Linked DNA regions of Mus musculus: region 2 is linked to region 1. Evidence: chromatin contacts called from public Hi-C data. All regions are on one chromosome and are shown on one strand. The core of a region is the stretch at or near the end of the contact, and the rest is flanking DNA. Distances in the headings are between cores, read along the strand shown.

The links. A called contact is a pair of places that touch in the nucleus more often than the background predicts.
Region 2: a Hi-C map of cortical neurons shows a contact between it and region 1, with 4 times the contacts expected there. The contact joins two enhancer-like sites. A contact is called at or near these places in 4 of 15 datasets of contacts at CTCF or cohesin (the NIH/3T3 cell line, embryonic stem cells, pro-B cells and 1 more), 49 of 484 Hi-C or Micro-C datasets (the 4T1 cell line, B cells, the Ba/F3 cell line and 37 more) and 10 of 115 datasets of contacts at active chromatin or transcription factors (the NIH/3T3 cell line, T-cell acute lymphoblastic leukemia, a beta-TC-6 cell line and 4 more).

What each region holds. Positions count from the first base shown.
Region 1 is chr5:73,870,636-73,874,422 of GRCm38.p6, reverse strand. No RefSeq gene overlaps it. Among named protein-coding and RNA genes, the nearest start is that of 1700019F05Rik, 40 kb to the left of the region's middle. Within about 2 kb of position 1,337, at least 6 of the 459 cell types and tissues checked have an H3K27ac peak or open chromatin away from gene starts, as enhancers often do. A contact at or near this core is called in cortical neurons, where this site is marked.
Region 2 is chr5:74,275,909-74,279,275 of GRCm38.p6, reverse strand. The region is part of intron 5 of Scfd2 (Sec1 family domain containing 2); the gene reads left to right. Among named protein-coding and RNA genes, the nearest start is that of Gm32064, 39 kb to the left of the region's middle. Within about 2 kb of position 1,790, at least 58 of the 459 cell types and tissues checked have an H3K27ac peak or open chromatin away from gene starts, as enhancers often do. A contact at or near this core is called in cortical neurons, where this site is marked.

The DNA of each region.
Region 1 (3,787 bases), core at 88-2,587:
AACCCCATTCATTTCTCTCTGCTTTGGATCTGCAGAATACAGCACAACCAGCCAGCTCCTATTTCTCCTGTCATGTATTCCCCACCATAACAGTCAATAACCCCTCAAACATAATAATAAATCCTTTTCTTAACTTGCTTTTTATCATGCATTTTGTCATAGCAATAAGAAATATAACTAGTAAAAGATTAACATATGATGGTCAAGAAACATGGATTGTCCACAGAGAGACTAGCAAAGAGTTTTACTGCGGGGTACAAAGGTACTTAGAAAGGTGAGTTAGTCTTTAATGGCAAATTGATAGGAGGAGGATGGAGGAATTGATAACTTATAATCTATTTCTTTCTAGAACTCCCAGTCTCAAGCTTCTGGAGAGAAGAGAGTGGATGACTTAGATAAGAACAAGGTTCCTTAGCCTTACTGGCACAACTGATATTTCAAGCTATATAGTTCTTTGAGGATGAGGCTGTCCTGTGCATTTTATAATGGTCAGCATCACCCCTGGCTTCTCCGTAGGTAACAGTGACATCTCCTCTAAGTTTTGACACTGGGAATTGTTGCCAAATCTTATCTCATATTCCTTGGGATGGGGCTTGGGGAGCAGAATGGCCCTAATTGAAAACAGCATCAAGCAGATGTATCTTTGTTTACTTCTTCTCACACAGAATTAAGTATAGAGTTTTATATGTCATGGCTCTTTGACCAATATGATAATACATCTTTTGAACCCAGAGTGTCTTTTTAATTAGCAAACAGTCCTGTCCTGGCTTGGAGTGATATTACAAAAAGCAGACAGTGAACGTTAATTACCCTAACATTTTTTTTTATTCTTCATTTCAAACTGTCTGTTTCTTCAGTAAGCATCATGTGTTTTAACAGGCATTAAGTATACACTAAGTGTCTTAAGGTAAAACCCAAGTCACCATTAAGAAATAAAACACATGGACATCCACACAGAATAAACATGATTTCTGAATGTCCCTTCTTTTTCTTTCACCTCTGTGACCTAACCTACTAAAAATAGTTTATTTACTTCAGACACCCCTGTGGTCCATCTGGAGAAAACATCAGTCAAGCCTCTCCGTTTTTCTCGGCTAAATGTATGCTTCTCACACATCTGGTGTCTAAAGCATATGGATCCCTCTTTAATCAATGGCTTAGAATAGCGTCAGTGTGAGCACCTGTCAGAGGACCCATCCAAGAATTGATTGCAGCCCAAGATTTGCCAAAAGTGTGATCAAGACATCTGATTTCTCAGACAAGCCGTCTAAGTGGGGTATTGACTTTCCCTTTCTCAAGGCTCTGCACAAAGTCAGCTCATCAGGAAGCCATGGGTTTGGCCCAGTCTCTATTATTATTCAGACATCTCATAGAAACGCTTTGGGCAGCAATTTTGCTCTTTCTCTCTGAAGAGTGAAATACATGACACAACCATCTGTGAGAAAAAGAGCTGTCTTTGTAAATTCATAGCCAAAGATGCTGTGGATTACAATCCGGTGTCGAGTTCTAAGAAGGAGTTGGAGTCTGGTTCCAGCAGAGAGGCAGGAGAAGCCAGAATGCATCTTCAGACCAAGTATGGGCCAGTGCCCAACGCAGCACCATGAGTGCCAGAGGGAAGGTTTCATGTCTCCTTAGGCTTCCAGGATGTCATGACTAATGGGTTGCCAAGGAAAGAAATGCTCTCTAGAATAAGAAGAGGTGCTGTCATCTGTGATCTAGAGAAATATATTCATGCTATGGTTTTCTTGACACGTCCCACATGTTTTTTGGACATGTTAAACATAGGGAGAAAGGAAAGACATCTAACTATTAATGAGGTGGGCAACCCAAGGCATTTAACTTGAACAGAGAGGTAGAAAGCAAGTAGACAATGGACAGATCATGTGGAAAATGAGAACTCTGACTCAATCAGCAGTGTCCAGCCATGGGGATCCAGTTCATCATCTATAATGGCCATCTTAGGAAGCCAGTCAGTTATGCCAGACTTGTAGGAAGCAGGATGCCACTTCTAACAGCAATCCAGGAAGCTAAACTAGTTCACCCAATGAGAACAGTCTTAACTGGCTTAGACTTGATGAGTAAGGGACACCTTCCATAATGCTGTTGCTTCCAACTTAGGGCAACCAGAGAAAGCCCAAGGTACATACCAACCAATTACAAGAAGGGGTGCTCGACTTAGCTGCTCACCTACAGCTTGGTTTGGACCAATGCACTCAGGCAGGACACACCTGAAGCCTCCTGCCTTCTGCTATGGGGCTTTTCTCCACATCTGCCTGCCTCTGCTGAAAACCAGCAATAGTGGCAACTTCCCCATTGTGGCAACCTTAGAATCTGTTGATTTTCATTTGACAGGTCTTCATTTTCGTGTGTATATGGTAAGTAATGTAATGTAACCTTGAACTCCAAGCTACTAAAACACGGTAGGATACACGTGGAAAGGGGTGTGTGTGTGTGTGTGTATGTGTGTGTGTGTGTGTGTGTGTGTGTGTGTGTGTTTGTATATGTGAGATATTCCTACCTTGCTTGCCTGTGCACTGAGGTTTTTTTTTTTTTAAACCTGGAAGGATTCTATTCTCTTCTTCCCTCTCTATAATAATCCCTTCCAGGTTCCTGCTTCTGAAGAGTCTTCCCTGCCTCACAGATGCAAAATCCCAGGGAATCCCATCATTGTTCCTGTTGGGATGCCCATAGCAGCAATATCCATAGGAAATAAAAGAGCATTTTTTTTTTGAGCAATGTCAATATTCCTTGCATATGCCATCTCACCAAGTCTTCCCTCTGCTTTGAGGTAGGACTTCCTCTGTCTGTGGCACAGATGGTGAAAACAAGAGATTTGTGCAGATAGAGTTCAAGATGTGTCTTTCCTTCCTGGTTAGGTGTTTGAGCCCCACGGATATATTGTTTTTTATACCTTTTAGTTTTTGTGCAGAGCAGTTGCTGGATTAATAGAAGAGAGTTCATAAAGGCTTGGTGAGTGAATAACTAGCAATTGGGTTTCCATGAGGTAGGAAAACTGAATTCATTTATAAGCTTATCCTGGCCTAGGGACTAATTCTACAGTGTAGACCAGATGCCTCTTATAGATATTAGGGTTAGAAGGCAAACATTTTCTCCCACCCAAAGTCAATTTCTCTGGACAGGAAATCAATCACCATAGAGCCCCAGGTGGAAGTTTTGGCTGTTTATAGCGCTGGCTGCGTAGGTCTGAGGTTTTGATGCAGATGAGTCATGTAGAAAGATTTATCGGTCAGCAGCCATGGTCTCCTGCCTCAAGAGAGAAGCATGTCCGGGGGTAATCTACAACTCATGCCTAAGTAACGGGAGAAGAAAACATTTGGTAAGTGGTGTGTATGATGGAGGTGCCATCTCATTCAGCTTAGGGGAGTTCTACATCTATGGTGCTTTGGGCTTACTCAATTATTTTAAACACTTTTTTTTTAAATGGACAGTTGTCATAGCAACATCAAGAGCAAATATTTTGAAGGGGGAAAAAAATCTTTCCCCTTTGCTCATCATCTGCCCATGCTTTTTCATCCATCCATAAACATCTTATATACAACCATAGCGAAGCATTTACCTTGTAGTGTGTCTTTCCATGCCACCTCGGAAGCATTTTTTTTTTTAATGTAAAAGCTTTCTATTTAAAATGCTCAAAATGCCCACACAACATTCTACGCCATGTGAACCAATTCCCCCATGATTGTGCAGTCATTGCGTTCTTGTGTTTTTATTGTATTTAGGTCACATTGCAGAAAGCCACTTCTCCCATATGGAGAATCTGGATTAT
Region 2 (3,367 bases), core at 541-3,040, 400 kb before region 1:
GAAACATAGTGATGAACCAAAGAGTTTATTTCTTTGTAGGTCATTTTCAGCACTCATGGGTGCAGACAGAATATAAGTAAATACTACCCTGCAACTTATTTTGAAATTCAATGACCTCTAGGATTTAAACCTTCTACATCCACCTTAGGGTGTAATGTGGTAGACACTTAACACTGATGGAATGCTCCAAGCCCTAAGCAAGTATTCTAGTCCATAAATGGTGCTACAGCCTGTCCTCCAGAGTCTAGGCAGGTGTAAGCAGCCCCTTCAAACCCTTAGCAAGGCTGTGACTCACTAAGTAGAGAAGCAGAGTCCCCACCACCACCCCACCTGCCCTCATGCCTTAGAGGACCTAAGGGGTCGGGAAAAATGAAAATAACCATGGCAGTAGTGTGTACAAGGCTCATGGTAAGAGCTTTTACCTTGCACTCTACTGACTAAGGTCATTCTGCTACTGCCACTCCCTCTCACGACCCTCCGTGAGAAAACAGAAGCACACGATAGTTTGCCAATGTTACCAAGCTCAGGCAGGACCTCAACTACTTGTCCCCAGAGTCCATGCCAAAACCTCTCTGCACCGTCTCTGGAGGCCCACTTCCCTGTAAATGCTCACTCATCCCTGATAGCCACATGGAGGGGCTTTTCATTCCAGTGGCCCGCTGACTGATCTGACTCAGCCCAGCTCTGTTGTAAGTCCCTGGGCTCTGTGTGTCCACTATGTGCTGCAGTCGCCCTTACCTGGCTGAACCAGTGAGTACCAGGGTTGCTGTAGTCCTGGGCAGCGCTTGCTGAGTTCAGAGATGCTACTTTTTATGTAAAAGAAGATTGACATGGATGAAGAGTCTACAGACAGGCAAAGGACAGCCTCAATTGTATATGACTGTCCTGTGGCTATTGCTGCCACCTCCTCCTCCTCTTCCTCCTCTTCTTCCTCCTCCTCCTCCTCTTCCTCCTCTTCCTCTTCCTCCTCTTCTTCCTCTTCCTCCCCCCCTCCTAACCAGTTCTGTCCACCAGTGTGACACAGCAGGTGTGTGTTCTGAGTGTAAGGAGCCCAGCACACTGCTGCCTCTTTCTCAGAATGCCTTTTAAGTCCAAGCTTGTACCTGAGTATGACCAGAGAAAGTCCATTGTCCTTCCCATTCATTTCCACTATTTTTGTGTTGTCTTCAGCCCCAGGCTCCCAGCTATTCATATTTTCTTGAATTGTGCTGTCACCCCATTGTTGTCACTAGAGACTAACTTTTGCTTCAGTGACACAGCTCTTCCATAAAGAGCCTTAAGAAACCTGTCAGGCCTCACTCACTGCATTCTTGACTCCAGCCAGCAGAGGGCTCTGCTCACCATAGTCTCTCCCTGGACTCAAGCACTCAGGCAGGGCAGGGCATCTGAAATTGCTGCAGCTCCATTGCTGCAGCTCCAGAGAAGAGCCACAAATTACAGACCGGCTGTTAACACTCTTCCTGGAAGGAGTGCCCGTGACCTCGGCTTGCTTTCCACCAGGCAGAAGTAGTCAGACCACAGCCAAGTTCATGGTTTGTTATACATACACACAGCATCCTGTGTGCCTGAAAGACAAAACGGAATATTTGAAAATGGCCTTTATAAATCCAAAAGTGTCATGTTCTATCATGAACTGTAATTCGCAAGCCATTTTCCTGCTCTTGGGTAGAAGCAGCAAGCTATGAGATTTAGAACTTACATTTGGATGGTTTTATGACATCACTCCAAGTAACAGTTGGTTGTCTGGACCTGAGATACCTAGTGTACGCAGTCCCCCCACCTCTCTCTTGCATAGATATGCACGCACACACCCACACACAGTCTGCTGCCAGTCCCTATAGCAGCTGCTCCATCCTCACACTGCCTGGTTCTGTCTTACAGTGAAGCGACTGTAAATCAGACATCCTGTCACATCACTGCAGGGTCCTGACCACCTCTGTGGGAGCTTCCTGTTTCCCAGTGAAGAATGTATAAGAAGAGCATCTGTCTTCTAAGGCAGCCAGTCACAGCTGCACACATGCTAAACACATCCATGCACTCACAGCCGATCACCTGTTCGCCCTGCGGCGATGGAAGATCAGACGCTAAAGCTCCGCTGCGGGATGCAACCAAAAATACCTGTGTCCTCGGCTTTGCATGTTTTTCCGTTGAGCTTGTCATCTTAGGCACCAGCCTCCTCCCTACCCAGCCATCAACTCTTCGTCTGTCACAGAGAATGTCTTTTGCACCCAACACCTAAAATGCCAACCGTCCCCTCTGCACAGCCAAACATCAGCATTCACACCCTTATGACATTTGTGCTGCTCTTAGTGCAGTGGTGGTGTTTCCCAACTATAAAATGTCTTCCGTTACTCCAAGTCAAAGGAATATGGTGGTGTAGACATTGAATTATCGTGTACTTTCAACAAAGTAAAATGTTAGTTGTCTTGGATCATTGTGTTTAGCTAAAACATAATGACTGAAAAGACTAGCCGAAGTTAAGTTGAAACTACAAAGTAGATCCCTACTGGGGTATGATGAAAAGAAGGGAAGGGCTAGGCTCATGCCAACCAGCCAAGAAGCGATGAGGAACAGGAGCCTCCAAGCTCAGACATGGCTCAGAGATGCTGGGTACCACGAGGCTCAAACAGTGCAGTGGAGAGAGAGGCCAAGAGGAAACAGCCTCAGCTGTAGTTCAGCGAAGAAATGTGTTTACTTGTGGGTGTATGGGGAGTAACAGCTACCCCGCAGAAGGAGAGCTAGCACAGGCAGGAACTGAGCGGTACCACAGCATGTCTGGGACTTCAGAGGTTCTAATTCCGGGACTGCCTGTGGTAACTGTAGTCCCTTTGAAAGTCACCGCACGCACCTTCCAAGACTGTGAGGCTCTGTAAATCGGAGTCGCATAAGCTATTCTGTGCCTCGTAAGGAAGTCACGAAAGTGAAGTAAGATGTATAAAACTGCCCAGGACAGGGACTGCCAGTAGTTAGGCTTTGTAAAATGTGTCCTAAAGAGTCGTAGATTTCAGGTGCTGAGGATTTGGGGATGAGGTCCCAGGACTACAAACTGACTGGGCCAGGGCTCACTGCAATGGAGAGCTGATGAGAATCAAGCATGAAGCACAGTTGGCCTGGGAAGTGACATCGGTTCCTTTGTAACAAGGTTGAGGATGCTGACTATAGACAACACAGGGAGCCTTGAACACATTGTGCTGGTCACAAAAGGACAAAACACTGTATGGTTGTACACATGCCAGGTACCCAGAGTACTCAGGCTCATAGAGATACAGCACAGATTGACAGGGGCTTGGGGTGGGAGGGTGGGAAGTTCTTGTTTTATGAATAGAGAGTTTCGGTTTTTGCAAACTTTGTCTCTTCAGACAGTGCT